2 separate regions of the Mustela erminea genome follow, and region 2 is linked to region 1. The links are chromatin contacts, called in public Hi-C maps. All regions are on one chromosome and are shown on one strand. Each heading gives the region's core, a stretch centred on a gene start, on an enhancer-like site or on the middle of the called end of the contact. The rest is flanking DNA. Distances are from core to core; before and after follow the strand shown. Region 1 holds the start of SRSF1 (serine/arginine-rich splicing factor 1). Region 2 holds the start of MRPS23 (28S ribosomal protein S23, mitochondrial).

Region 1 (7,201 bases), core at 3,114-5,613:
TTAAACAAAGTTTTTTTTTTTTTTTAAGATTTTATTTATTTACTTGACAGAGAGAGATCACAAGCAGGCAGAGAAGCAGGCAGAGAGAGAGGAAGGGAAGCAGGCTCTCTGCTGAGCAGAGAGCCGGATGCAGGACTCGATCCCAGGACCCTGAGACCACGAACCGAGCGGAAGGCAGCAGCTTAACCCACTGAGCCACCCAGGCGCCCTTAAACAAAGTTTTATGTGAAGATCAGTCTACAGAAAGAGAATTGCCAGGGCTCACTGGATTGAGCACCTAACTCCTGATCTCATCTCAGGTCTTGATCTCAGGGTCCTAAATTCAGGCTCTGTGTTGAGCTCCTTGCTGGATGTTGAGCTTACTTAAAAAAACAAAAAACAAAAAACTGCTAATCTTTACCCAGCACCATTATCCAAGGAACAGACACACAAAATCCAGCGGGTTACAAATTTTCCTGTTTTAAAAGAGGTATACTCTGAGCGGGGCGGGGATCATTTTTTCAGGTCTCACCACTGAATGAGCTCTCTCAAAACAGTTTGCCTCATTTACTAAGCAACTGCCTGATTTTGTTTTTCACACCTGCTAAAACAGTTATCTTGGTGTGTACAATCTGAGCATCCTGGTTACCCAAAATGAATGTGTTCCCCCCACTCCCCACCACCCAGCTTGCTTTCTTGTTTTGCACTCTTGTAGACCAAAATATGTTAATCAACTCTGCAATACTAATATTAAGATCACACCCTTGGGGCACCTTGGTGGCTCAGTCCCGTTATGCTTCTGACTCCTGGTTTAAGTTCAGGTCATGACTTCAGGGTCCTGAGATCAAGCCCTGCGGTGGGCTCTGTGCTTGGGGGGGGGGGTATTCTGCTTGAGATTCTCTCTCTCCTCCCTCTGCCCCTCACCCCCACACTCATGCTCTTCTCTCCGAAATAAATGAATCTTAAAAAAAAAAAAAAAAAATCACACCCTTAACTTTAATATAATCACCAAAATAATGTCATCCTGGGAGACCTTGGTAAACAGCCATTCAGATTTTTCCTGCTATATTCTGCCCTCATTATGGACCCCAGAATTTATAATTTTGTTACATTCAAATACAGTAAGTCAGTAAGTCAATAGAGGAACAAGAATGTCCTATTCACTCCATATTAAATTCTACTTGTATTCCTCTGAACTGAACATCAGAAGTGATTGCACAAAATTGGACAAGAATAAATCAAATTCACAATTTTCTTTTATTTCTGCAACAAAAATACCTTGGAATTAAAAGCACCTATGTTTAAATCACTTCAGTTATCATTAACTTAACATTAATCAACAGATGAACCTAAATAACTCTGAGTGGATGGATAAAATAGTGTGCTCTGGGGCGCCTGGGTGGCTCAGTGGGTTAAAGCCTCTGCCTTCGGCTCAGGTCATGATCTCAGGGTCCTGGGATCAAGCCCCACATCGGGCTCTCTGCTCAGCGGGGAGCCTGCTTCCCTCCTCTCTCTGCCTGCCTCTCTGCCTACTTGTGATTTCTGTCAAATAAATAAATTCTTAAAAAAAAAAACAAAAAAGTGTGCTCACTGAATAACTATTGAATGAAAAAATCAATATATGATATACACAAAATTTTTTTTAAAAACTCCTATCTTTTCTGCTACTAACTGAATAGGACAATGCTAGAAACTGAATCAATTTGTTGAAATAGTGTCTTTTTTGGTCAGCTTCTCATTTTAAAAATTATTAATTTTTTAAATTAAAACCTCAGTTTCAAAAATATCATTGAAGGATAATCAATGAAGGGTGGTCTAAAAGATAAACAATCTGTCCTTCCCTCTAAAAGTTTCAGAGGTTCTCTTCCCTTTGGGAATCTACTGACCCCTTTAAGAATCTGATTAAAATTTCAGATCCTCGGGATGCCTGAGTGGCTCAGTGGGTTAAAGCCTCTGCCTTCAGCTCAGGTCATGATCCCAGGATCCTGGGATCAAGCCCCGCATCAGCTCTCTTCTCAGCAGGGAGTCTGCTCCCCACCCACCCCCACCCCCACCCGCCTGCCTCTCTGCCTACTTGTGATTGCTCTCTGTCAAATAAATAAAATCTTAAAAAAAAAAAACAACAATTTAAATCCTCTTTGCAGAAAACGTATATGTACGGGGAACCTGGGTGGCTCACTGGGTTAAAGCCTCTGCCTTCGGCTCAGGTCATGATCCCAGTGTCCTGGGATCAGGCCCCGCATCCGGCTCTCTGTTCAGCAGGGAGTCTGCTTCCTCCTCTCTCTCTCTGCCTGCCTCTCTGCCTAATTGTGATCTGTCAAATAAATAAATAAAATCTTAAAAAAAAAGAAAAAAGAAAGAACGAAAACGTACATGTACATATATGCATAATTTTGGAACCCATCACAGAGAGTTCAAGGACTACCAAAGATCTTCTATGAATCTGTTCTGAATCAAATTGAATTTGCTATTATGGGATCAATCAGAGACATCTGTAAAATGCAATCAACTTTTAGAACTAAGAAAACATGGCTTCCTAAACAACCTACTTATTTTTTAATCTCAAAGGCACTTAAAATTTTTAAATTTTATTTATTTGAGAGGATAAAGAATGGGGGGGGGGGGATGCAGAGGAAGAAGCAGACTCCCTGCTAACCAGGGAACCAGACATAGGGCTCAATCCCAGGACCCTGAGATCATGACTCAGGCGTAAGGCAGACACTCAACCAACTGAGCCACCCAGGCGCCCCAGCACTTAGGATTTTGAATATATTTGTTTTCCCTTCTTTACTATGACTTCTGGGATGACTGGAGTTAAATTTGTAGTCCTTTAGTAACTGGCCAGGCAATTACTGCAGGCATTTTGTATAGTAATCTTACCCATGACTTCATCTTAATTCCTCTCCCCTTATTTTCCCATTTCCCCTGAGTTTTTAGTCCAGTTATACTTTTTTTTTTTTTTTAATTTGACAGAGAAAGAGATCACAAGTAGGCAGAGAGAGAGAAAGAAAGAGGAGGAAGCAGGCTGCCCACTGAACAGAGAGCCCGATGTGGGGCTTGATCCCAGGACCCTGAGATTATGACCTGAGCCAAAGGCAGAGGCTTAACTCACTGAGCCACCCAGGCACCCCCTTAGTCCAGTTTTAATAATGTTTTAAGGTATCAATGACTCACACCCTTGAGGCCTATTGCAAATACACAGTATGAAAAAAATCCCCCTTAAACTCAGGATGCAGATGTTTTAGCATACATATGGCGGCAGGGTTTTCTTAAAAATGGAATTCATTACTAATATTTAAAAATCCCAACATTTCACATAAAAATCCAGATTTCAGATGTCTCTGGGAAAAAAATATAACAAGTTCTTATCTCCCTGGGCCAGCATACAAGTCCTGAGCAGTAACTGTGGTCTCCGAGGGTCACAATTCTCACACATCCATTTTGCTCTATATACATTTTGTCTATATACTACCTGAGAGGTCCAGGGGTGACTTCAGAAAGAGGTACAAACTTCAGGATTCTGCAAACACACACACACGCTTTTTCTTAATCTCCGAAAGGGCTGGACAGGCAACAGGCACAATTCACTCTTCAAACCTTCACCGGACTTCTCCTCTGCGCTAGGCCTAACCGGTAGGCGATTAAAGAGAGGCTGAAATCTGAGTCCTGGTTGACTTCTCAGGGCTCGAACCACTGCCACGAGAACAAGGTGTGCTCAAGCGAGCTACACAAAGTTACGTTTTGAACCACAGCGGAACGGTACTTAGCGCAGAGTATTTACTAAGTAATCTAAGCTGGGTTGCTCTAAATTAGACACGTGTCTAAGCAAACCGCCGCCTGTGCGGAGGAGAAAGGGCAGGAAGACAAAAGTCACGTCTCGGCTCGGGACTGAATCCCAAGCACCAGAGTTCCCAAACCAGCCCCACTCTCCGAGGATGTTCGCGTTTCCGGAGCAACCGCCAGGTCCCTCCCCCCCTTAGCTCCGCCCCCAGCAGGCTTTCCCGCCAAAGGCCGTTAACACCGCAGAGCATTGTGGGACAAGACTCAAGGCTAGGTTTCACCCAATGCATTCAAGGCGCGGACTTGTTTTAAAAAGAGACTCATTCCCGGAAAAACTATCTTTTAAGGCTCGTCAGGGATTAGTAACCCCTCTAAGGAGGAATCTGTGTTTAATTTTTACCAAACGGATAGTCGATTCACTTGCAAACCACTCTGCCAATCGGGAACGCGAGGAACTTTTTTCTCCTTTCGCGCGGAGGGTGACGTCGCGCATGCGTGAGCGTACCTTTCGCGGCACCCGTTACGCTCTTGCGCGTGCGTACTGAGATCGAATAGCTGCTTCCTACCGCTTCTCTTCCTCCCTCCCCCCATATCCGTGCGCCGAGCTGATAAAGGCGCCATTTTGGAGGGGCCGCGGGAGACGTGGTGTCGCTGCGGGCTTGCTCTGCCGTGCGCTAGGCTTGGTGGGAAGGCCTGTGCTCGAGTCCGCGCTTTTCGTCGCCGCCATGTCGGGAGGTGGTGTGATTCGTGGCCCGGCAGGGAACAACGATTGCCGCATCTACGTGGGTAACTTACCTCCAGACATCCGAACCAAGGACATTGAGGACGTGTTCTACAAATACGGTGCTATCCGCGACATCGATCTCAAGAATCGCCGCGGAGGACCGCCCTTCGCCTTCGTTGAGTTCGAGGACCCTCGGTGAGGCGGCCCGGGGCTTGCCGCCTTGAGGCAATAAGTTGGAGTAGTCGGGGAAGGCCTCGATACAGAGAATGGGGAGGTGGGCTCTTAGGTTGGGGGTAAGACGATATCGCCCATGCAGGAACCGAGTAAGGAGCCGACTCGCGGTGTTTTTTCTGGTGGCTGGGCCCACGGACGTCCCCAGAGCGGACTCTCCGTCTCGGAGCGGGAAACTGAGGCGCCGAGGGCTGGTGTAGTGGTCGGGAGCCTGGCGTGCTTCTGGGTGGGGGAGGGGCCATTCCTATTATGCAGCGCATGTGGGCTCTTCCACGCTGGGTGCGCATGTGCGGGGGCCGCTAGTTCCTGACTGAGTTAGCGGCCCCTCCCGGGCCTTATTCTTAAACCTCTTGCTTTCTATGATCACGCAGAGACGCGGAAGACGCGGTGTATGGTCGCGACGGCTATGATTACGATGGATACCGTCTGCGGGTGGAGTTTCCTCGAAGCGGCCGTGGTACAGGCCGAGGCGGCGGCGGGGGTGGAGGTGGCGGGGCTCCCCGAGGCCGCTATGGCCCCCCGTCCAGGCGTTCTGAAAACAGAGTGGTTGTCTCCGGTGAGTTTATTGTTCGTGAGGGGTGTTGAGAAGGGACAGGAACCACTTTTAAGTTTCTCCTTGAGTGACCAGTTTTGACCAATTCAAGTTTTTGTGGTACGTCGTAAATTACTTAAGTTTCTTGGGTGAATTTAGTAAACGAAGATTACCGTAGTGGAGATAACGCCAATATACTACTTATTTAATTTACCATTAGGTTGGATACCTAGAATATGAAGATTTTTGACAGATAATTTTGGACTTCGGATTCCAGGATTTTAATGAACTGCTCTTTACCTAGGACCGTGAACTAATCATTTATTTTAAAGTAGTCCTTGTTCTAGTGTAAATTTATGTTTAATGTGAAATGTAGGGTGATTGGTATTGAAAAAATACTTTTTTAGGACTGCCTCCAAGTGGAAGCTGGCAGGATTTAAAGGATCACATGCGTGAAGCAGGTGATGTATGTTATGCTGATGTTTACCGAGATGGCACTGGTGTCGTGGAGTTTGTACGGAAAGAAGATATGACCTATGCAGTTCGAAAACTGGATAACACTAAGTTTAGATCTCATGAGGTAGGTTTTACATTTACTCTTTTCTTTGGCCAGAATTGGATACAGTGGTCTAAACAGTGGAATTTGAAGGTAAGATTCAGGCAAGGGTGTCCAAGTAAAGTACCAGATTCCTGGTTTTAGTTAAGTTGTATTCGTTCAGCATGCCTGAAGACAGGTGAAAGCTTAGATCTTTCAATCGAAAGTTCTGTCTATTCAATAGGGAGAAACTGCCTACATCCGGGTTAAAGTTGATGGGCCCAGAAGTCCAAGTTATGGAAGATCACGCTCTCGAAGCCGTAGTCGTAGCAGAAGCCGTAGCAGAAGCAACAGCAGGAGTCGCAGTTACTCCCCAAGGAGAAGCAGAGGATCACCACGCTATTCTCCCCGTCATAGCAGATCTCGCTCTCGTACATAAGATGATTGGTGACACTTTTTGTAGAACCCATGTTGTATACAGTTTTCCTTTACTCAGTACAATCTTTTCATTTTTTAATTCAAACTGTTTTGTTCAGAATGGGCTAAAGTGTTGAATTGCATTCTTGTGTAATATCCCCTTGCTCCTAACATCTACATTCCCCTCATGTCTGATAAATTGTATTTTAAGTGATGTCATAGACAGGATTGTTTAAATTTAGTTAACTCTCCATGCTCTTCAGACTGTGATACTGTGTAAATGTCTATTCTGCTCTGGTTTGTGTGAACTGGGATGTTGGGGGTGTTTGTGGTTATCTTACCTGGGGAAGTTCTTATGTTTATCTTGCTTTTCATGTGTCTTTCTGTAGACATATCTGAAGAGATGGATTAAGAATGCTTTGGATTAAGGATTGTGGAGCACATTTCAATCATTTTAGGATTGTCAAAAGGAGGATTGAGGAGGATCAGATCAATAATGGAGGCAATGGTATGACTCCAAGTGCTATTGTCACAGATGAAATTGGCAGTATTGACCTTATACTAAAAGGCAAGGGTTGAAAGTGATTATATATATATATACATCTACCTTAAAACATTTGCAAACATCTTATGCAGTTACCTTTAGCTACAATTGCTTTGCTCTTTAAACCTTGGCAATTGTGGCAAAATTATATTGCCCATTTTGTAACAGTTTATTTTGCTCCCTTCCCCCCTTTTTTGTTTTAATAGGGACTAATGTGGGAAGAACTGGCTAATTTGTCACAGTGCTTAGTTACAACTGTTAATGTGTGACCTGCTGTTGGTGTACATGTGGGTACAGGGTGTCTTTAATTCCAACCAGATAGAGTATAATATCAATACTGCTAAATCTGCATGTCCTCTGTGTGACTGATATAGCGTTGCTATTTCATTTTTTTAAGACAAAATGAAAGCAAAATAGAATTCCAATGTATTGGTGTAGATAATCTAGTTGGGAATACTT
Region 2 (7,201 bases), core at 1,473-3,972, 140 kb after region 1:
TAGAAGTCAGCCTCGTGAGGAACAGAGCAGGGTTAAGTCGGTGTGGATCTGGCTGGGCAGACGGGAGCTCTTCAGACTAAGTACTTAGCAATGTAAGGGGGCTGGACAGTGTCCCTCCAAAATTCCGACGTTGAAATCCCAACCCCCAGTATCTCAGAATGTGGCCGCGTTTGGAGATCATCTTTAAAGAGGTACTGAAGTTAAAATGAGGCCATTAGGTCTGGCCCAGATCCAATATGACCAGTGTCACAAGAAGAGGACACACGACAGAGGGAAGACCACGTGAGGATTCAGGGCAGCCGTCCGCAAGCCAAGGAGAGAGGCCTCAGCAGCAACCAACCTTGCCAAGTTGATCTCGGACTTCTGGCCTCCAGAACTGCGAGAAAATACCTTTCTGGTGTTGAGGCCACCCAGTCTGTGATCCCTTGTTACGGCTGCCCTAGCCGACTACTACAATATGAAAATCCTTCGGTCCTAGGGGGCAGTGGGCGGGTGACAGATCACAAGAGCAGCAGTGATGCTGTAACTGCCATCAGACTTGTCATGTACCAGCACTAAGTGCCTGTTGCTACCATTCGGGCTGTCCACAAACGGCGGCTTCTACTCCTGCTGCAAGGCACGTAGACAGTTAAGACTGTTTAGTGGGCACATCTACAGGGGTCCAGCAGCGCAGTAGAAGGAATACGGCCTTTTGGAGAGTTTACAAGTTCTCTTTCTTTCTGTGTAAGATTGCCAGGACACTACCTATGGCATCAGAGAGTTGAACAGTTTAACAAGATGATCCAGATTTCTGGTGCAGCATGTGGCATGAGTACAACAGCCCCTTGCAGCCTTGAGAGGTCCTGGTGAGAAGACAGAAGCCTCTAACGTCCAGTTTGCCTGCCCTCAGCTGCCTGACAGCTTCTTCCCTTTCATGAATGAACACTCCCTAGGGTGCTCACTTCCTGCTGCAGGCTGGGGATTCCCCATTCATCTTGCTCCTACATTCCCATGGTCCTCCTATCTACACACCATCATTCCCCTGTCTCAGGCACAGAGGCATTAAATAGGATGCTGGAGGGGAAACTTTCAAGGCTCACAAGAGGAAGGAACTTTCCTAAGAAGATCTAGAGGAAAAATTCCCACCTTGCAATTCCTCCCCTATTGAGGGTTTGCACTCTTGGCTCTCCTCCCTTATCGTAGAATAAACCCTTCTACTTCTTTACCAGTGGTCACTGCAATGGCCTAGGGAGCCAGGCCTGAGTGGGAGAGGGGAAGTGTGTCTGTGGTCTCCCCCAGCAGCTAGCTCCGACTTGGGACAGAATTAGAAACTTGTTATGAGGCTGGGAAGACTATATTTAGCTGGGAGCATGTTTGTTCTCCCTAGAGCAGAGTCCTCCAGACCTTCTTAGGACCGGGAGATTGGAATCTCTACACTTGGCCCAGCAGCCAGAACTGGGTTCTTTCTTCCCTTTGTCACAGGGCCCTGTGGCAACAGTGAAACTGCCCTCTTAGTGTAGTCCTGGGCCTCAGATCATCCTGGCCCTTGCCCCTGGGGCGAGCTTTGTCCGGTCTCCATAGGTCTACCCATCTCCAGCTTGAGGCATAGCTAAGGAGGGTTTGGGGTTCTAGAGAGGGCCCAGGCTTTGCTGGAAGCCTGGCTCTGTCACTCAAGTATCTGACAAGTTACTTCACCCACTGTGGCCTCACTTTCTCATCTATAATAAGGCTAATAATAGCTACCTTCTGAGTAGGTGTGTGGATTCCAAGATAACACAAACAAGCAGTAACTGCTTCTCAAACATTACATTCCTCCTCCTTACCAGCCTCCCATAGAGTGGGAGGGCTCTGGGATGACTTGCTGCTCTTTCTGGCTTACAAAGATGATAATGTGTTCCCAGAAGCTATTTTGTGTGTCTGTGATTCAAAACATTTCATTGGATTAAAAAGCTCAAATATGAGTAAAAACTCTTTACAGGTCACTCTGAGGGATACATAAAGAAAAAAATATTCTTTTCTTGCAGTCTCACTGGAGATAACCAATCTTCACAGTCTTGTGTGCCTTCCACATGGCTTCTATCTCCATACAAACACAAACACATATAAAGGTGTTTTCTTTATTCTTTGAACAGGTTAGGATCCCACTAAAATGTTTCTCTGCAACGTCCTTTTTCATTTTAGAAGTCATGGGCGTGCATCTAGGGAAATGCAGAGGGACATAACTTGTTCATTGTAATAGCTGCATAGGATTGCATAGGATATATAAACCATAACTTTCCATTTGATTTTCTTCCCCGCTACAATACTGCAATGATCATTCTTGCACCATTACCCTCAGGACATTGCGCTTTGAGTTCTCTGGGGTACTCTACCCTTAGTATGATTATTGGACCAGAAGGTCACCCTGAGAGGTTACTGTCCCCAGATTTTTGAGTCTCCGTATCGGAATTTTGTCCTGTTCACTTTCGCTTTTCCAGCTCCAAAAGGAGCGAGCCCGCGACGCCTCCCGCGGAGAAAACACTAGTTGCCCCGCAGCATCCCGAGGTCAGCGGATGCTGGAGGCACTCCGGGGTCAACGGACTCCCGGGGCACGCCGCATAGCAGGGCGCGGAGGACGGAGGCTCGGGCCTTAGTGTGACCTTGGGCCGGTGCCTGCCCGTCCCCGGCCTCGGTTTCCTCCTGCGGAGTCTGTGGCTCCAAACAAGGTAAGGCGCAGTCCGGGCCTTGCCACCGTGTGACCTCTCATCTCTGTCTTTACATGCGTGCTGGCCTAGCTGGCTCCCCGAACGTAAGCTGCGCCTCACTCCTTCCTCCCCATCATCTTCCCTCCGCGCCGCCCCACCTTCTTGACTGGAGTAGGCTCCGCAAGGCCAGAGAGGGCAAAGCAACCGTCTGCGGGATTCCCTCCTCTAGATCGGTCTTTTATTGCTTCTGCCCGGCTCTGGCCCGCTCCCTCCCTTTCGGCTCGGCTATCGAGTGCTCCAGTCTGAACCTGGCCGCGGCCAACACCCGCACCAGTTCGGCCTATCCTTTGCTTCTGCCTGGCTCGGCTCTCCGGCTGCGGCGGCGGAGAGAGCGCCGCGATCCTCGTCTCGGCCAGCAGCCTCCGCCCATTTCGCCTGCCGCGGGCGCTTCCGCTTCCGGTAGCCCCGGCCGTAAGTGTCCGAGGCACCAGCCATGGCGAGGAGCCGGCTGGAGACCGTGGGGAGTGTTTTCTCGCGGTGCGTGCTCGGACCCGGTGTGGGCTGAGGGTACCTCCTCAGGAAGGGGGCTCTCGACCGCTGACGCTCTTTCTGGGTGGGTCAGAGCCGGGCGAAGCATTCTCCAGAGTGCGGGAGTCTGAGCCGGGGGAGGCCCTCTCGTGCTCCCTCCTGTCTCTGAATAGGTGTGCTTGACGACCCACTCTCTGAACGCATCTTTCCCTTTCAAGATTGCACCTCTCCCCTGTCGGAGCGGAGTTCCCTAGGAAGAGGAAGGGAGGAAGATGATGATGGGCCCGTGTGGGCCACCTTTGTATTTTCTTCGACGCGGCGTGGATGGGGCGGGGGGGGGGGACGCACCTGAGAAAAATAGAACTTAAAACTTAACTCCTGAGCTTTGTTAGTTTGGTTTGGAATATGGAAATATGTTAACTGTAGGGGGGCGGGAACACCCCGCTCTGGCCTCCTTCCGGTTCTGTCTTGTGGACTCCGTGATCCCACTGATGTCCCAGGCCGTGACTAGACTGACTCAGGGGTTTAGACTGTTGTAACTGACTGACCTTCGTTATTTTCCCTTCCTTAAGGACTCGGGACCTGATTCGGGCTGGGGTGTTGAACGAGAAGCCCCTGTGGTTTGACGTATATAATGCTTTTCCCCCACTGAGAGAGCCGGTCTTCCGGAGGCCCCGCTTGCGATATGGCAAAGCCAAAGCTGCCATCCAGGACATCTTGTACCCCGAGGATCGGATTAGAGCGTGAGTGCCAAGCCACATGGTGGACAGGAGGCAGCAAAACTTCAGGAGGAGAGATTTAGCTAGCAGTCTGGTGACTTTTTTTTTAGGAGTCGAGCCAGGGCTTGCCCTGTGAAGAAGGTCTTGTGTATCTCCCAAGTTAGGGAATCTGAAACAAGTTCTGGGAAATAGGATCTGGAGCCCAAATGGTGGACTGGTAATTGCAGTTATAGCTACCCGTTTCTGTGTATCTGTTAGCACTATGCCAAGCCCTTAAAAAACATTCTCTAACTTGGGCCTTACTCTAACCCTACAAGATCAGTGTATTGTCTTCATTTTATTCATAAAGACTATGAGGCTCAAGGAGGTCAACTCACTGGGAATTCAGTGGCAGAGCTCTTTCCCACAAATAGTGATGTCAGTTTTTAGTACCTAGAATTTGTATGATTCTTTTTTTTTTTTTTTTAAGATTTTATTTATTTGACAGAGATCACAGGCAGAGAGGCAGGCAGAGAGAGGGGAGGAAGCAGGCTCCCCGCTGAGCAGAGAGCCCAATGCGGGGCTCAATCCCAGGACCCTGGGATCATGACCTGAGTCGAAGGCAGAGGCTTTAACCCACTGAGCCACCCAGGCACCCCGTGATTCTTTTTTCTTAAATATTAAGATCAGAGGTGGTACCTTGTTCAGGGTAATAACATATTTCTTTCTTTTCTTTTTTTTTTTTTTTAAATTTTAGAGAGAGTGGATGTGCTTACACACAAGAGCAGAGCAGAGGGAAAGGGCAGAGGGAGAAGCAGACTCTGTGCTAAGCTTGGAGCCCCAGGCGAATCTCGATCTCGCAACCCTGAGCCTGACCTGAGCCAAATCCAGGAGTCATATGCTCAGCCGACTGTGCCACCCAGGTGCCCCTGTCCTTTTATTCTTTTCTCTATTTCTGGATGTAAGAAAACAATTTATGAGGTCATTATATTCTCATTTGAGGACTAGACCCCTTTCATATCAGGAATCTCCTCCCCTGGCCCTCAACACTCGTTGAGGTGGGGGAACAAGTATGTTCTTGCTCTACTTGGAATTTTTCAGGGTAGTTCCTGAAGTATGAGATCTTTGGGGGCATTAATTTCTTTGTCAGTGTTTTTCGGGGTAGGCTCATTGCACGTACTTGTTCAGGATTTATGTGTTAAAATCATTTGTGGGTGTGCCTAGGAGTCTTATTCAGGTCAGCATTTGACTCTTGATTTTGGCTCAGGTCATGATCTCAGGGTCCTGGGATTGAACACTCCATAAGGCTTTACCATAGGGAGTCTGCTTGGGATTCTCTCTCTCTCCCTCTCCCCCTTTTCCTGCTCATGCCTTCTGTCCCTCTCTAAAAATAAAAATAAAAATAAAATCATTTGTGTTTCTGCTGTATGGTTAGCAGGAGCTAGGTGATAGTTCATTGGAGATGTGGAATATTTGACTGGTCCCTTTTTTATTACTGTTAATGTCAAAATAATAATACCTTGCATTGAATTAATTTTTTGAACCTTTATTTTTGTGGCTTCCTTTCTGTGTTTTTAATATTTTAAAGAACTTATAAAAACAAAATAAGTTTCAGACATATCAAAACCTAAATGTAAAAAATCAAAGCATAAAAGTACTAGAAGAAAACGTGGAAGAATTTTAAGAATAATCTGAGTGATGAAGACCTTTGTCAGTGTAACATAAAACCCAGAAGCCCTATTAAAATTTTCTGCCCCCTAAAAAGTGCCACAAGATGAATCAAAAGCCAGCCAACATATTGGGAAAAAAATTTTGGTATTAAGTATGACAAAGGGCTAATTATATTGCTATAAAGTTTGCTTATAAATGAGTAGAAAAAACCCACCAAACAGAAGAGCACAGAAAAGGAAATTCAGCTTGTTTTTAAACATATGAAAAAATGTCCAGTTTATTTCATAAGAAAAGACAAAAGTAAAACGAGTTGCAATTTTTCATTTGTCAAATTGACAAAGAACAAAAAGTAAGAAGAGAGAATTTGGCCGGGGTATGGGGAAATAGACACTCTCCTATATTACTGCTGTGAGTGTAAATTGGCACAGCCACTTCAGGAAGCGTCTGGCAGTTTGGAAGGCCAAATTACAAATGCACATACCTTGAGCTAGTAAAACTATTTTTATGAATTTATTCCAGACTCCTTTGGACAGTGTACTAAGAGATACTGATAAAGTTAATCACTGTAGCACTGTCTACAGGAGCAAACGGATTGGAAAAGGAGCAAAGGACTGGAAACCATATAAGTTCAATGATTTGAAATCATCTCTAAGAACTATTAAGTAGAAGAGGCAAGATGTACAAGATGTACAATAGTGTTTTCTGTCCTTGGAGTTAAACTATGTGGCTGAGGGGGGAATGATAGATGCATGTATGCTTGTATATTAGAATATTCTTGGATGGATACCCAAGAAAATGGTTAGTGTTGCTTCCTGGGAGGGAGCTGGGGGTTTGGGGGTGGAGGTGAGCAGGAATGTTAACTTTTCATTGGATACCTTTTTGTAATATTTGGTGTATTAGCCATGTGCATGCACTACTTAATTAAAAAAAAAAAGTTTATGCTTGGCTTAGTAATTTTTCTTTATTCTTGGCCATGTTCTATAAGTGGAGATTTATGTTGTGTTGTTTATATTTTCTAGGAAATTTTATTCAGCCTATGGATCTGGTCAGAGAGCTTTTGATCTGTTCAATCCAAACTTCAAGTCTACCTGTCAACAGTAAGCCATTTTAACATAACTTGGGTTAATTTTTTTGTTTTTTTTTTTTTAAGGAATTTAATGATCAGTTTGAGGAGTTTTGTTGAATTCCCCAGGAGGAAAAAGCTACTCCTGTAGGAAGATGTGTTAAGGGAGGGCTTTATACTGTGTAACAGCATGTTGATGACTCTCAATATACAGACCTCAGATGTGACTGCTTGGAATTCCAGGTTTGTGGAGAAGTACATTGAGCTACAGAAACTTGGAGAAACTGATGAAGAGAAGTTATTTGTGGAAACAGGGAAGGCTTTATTAGCAGCAGGTGTCATTCTGAGAAGAGTAGGAGAAGCAAGGACTGTGAGTATTTTTTAATTAAAATTATTTTAAGGATTAGTTGTCTCTTTGTTAGAAGTTAAAGGAAGGCTTGGTTTTTCTTCTCCAACCTTGGCCTGTGTCCCTGAACACCAGGTCAAATGCTGGTAGATGAAATATACTGAAATTAAAAAAAGATGTGTACATATACATATACTAAAATTTTGTGATAGTGACTGCTACTTGGAACAAG

Evidence for each region. A called contact is a pair of places that touch in the nucleus more often than the background predicts.
Region 2: a contact with region 1 is called in a Hi-C map of spleen, with 3 times the contacts expected there. The contact joins the promoter of MRPS23 here to the promoter of SRSF1 in region 1. A contact is called at or near these places in 3 of 3 Hi-C or Micro-C datasets (fibroblasts, skeletal muscle and spleen).

The regions. Positions count from the first base shown.
Region 1 is chr18:29,699,927-29,707,127 of mMusErm1.Pri, forward strand. It overlaps SRSF1 (serine/arginine-rich splicing factor 1), which reads left to right and starts at 4,364. Exons shown (of 4, transcript XM_032322591.1): 1 at 4,364-4,678; 2 at 5,086-5,270; 3 at 5,654-5,826; 4 at 6,026-6,328. The coding sequence starts at 4,485. The coding sequence ends at 6,220. It overlaps LOC116578361 (a long non-coding RNA gene), which reads right to left and starts at 4,273. Exons shown (of 4, transcript XR_004280842.1): 1 at 3,452-4,273. It overlaps VEZF1 (vascular endothelial zinc finger 1), which reads left to right and starts at 6,415. Exons shown (of 4, transcript XR_004280839.1): 1 at 6,415-7,201.
Region 2 is chr18:29,843,683-29,850,883 of mMusErm1.Pri, forward strand. MRPS23 (28S ribosomal protein S23, mitochondrial) reads left to right here and starts at 2,723. Exons shown (of 6, transcript XM_032320656.1): 1 at 2,723-3,276; 2 at 3,764-3,934; 3 at 6,580-6,657; 4 at 6,867-6,993. The coding sequence starts at 2,738.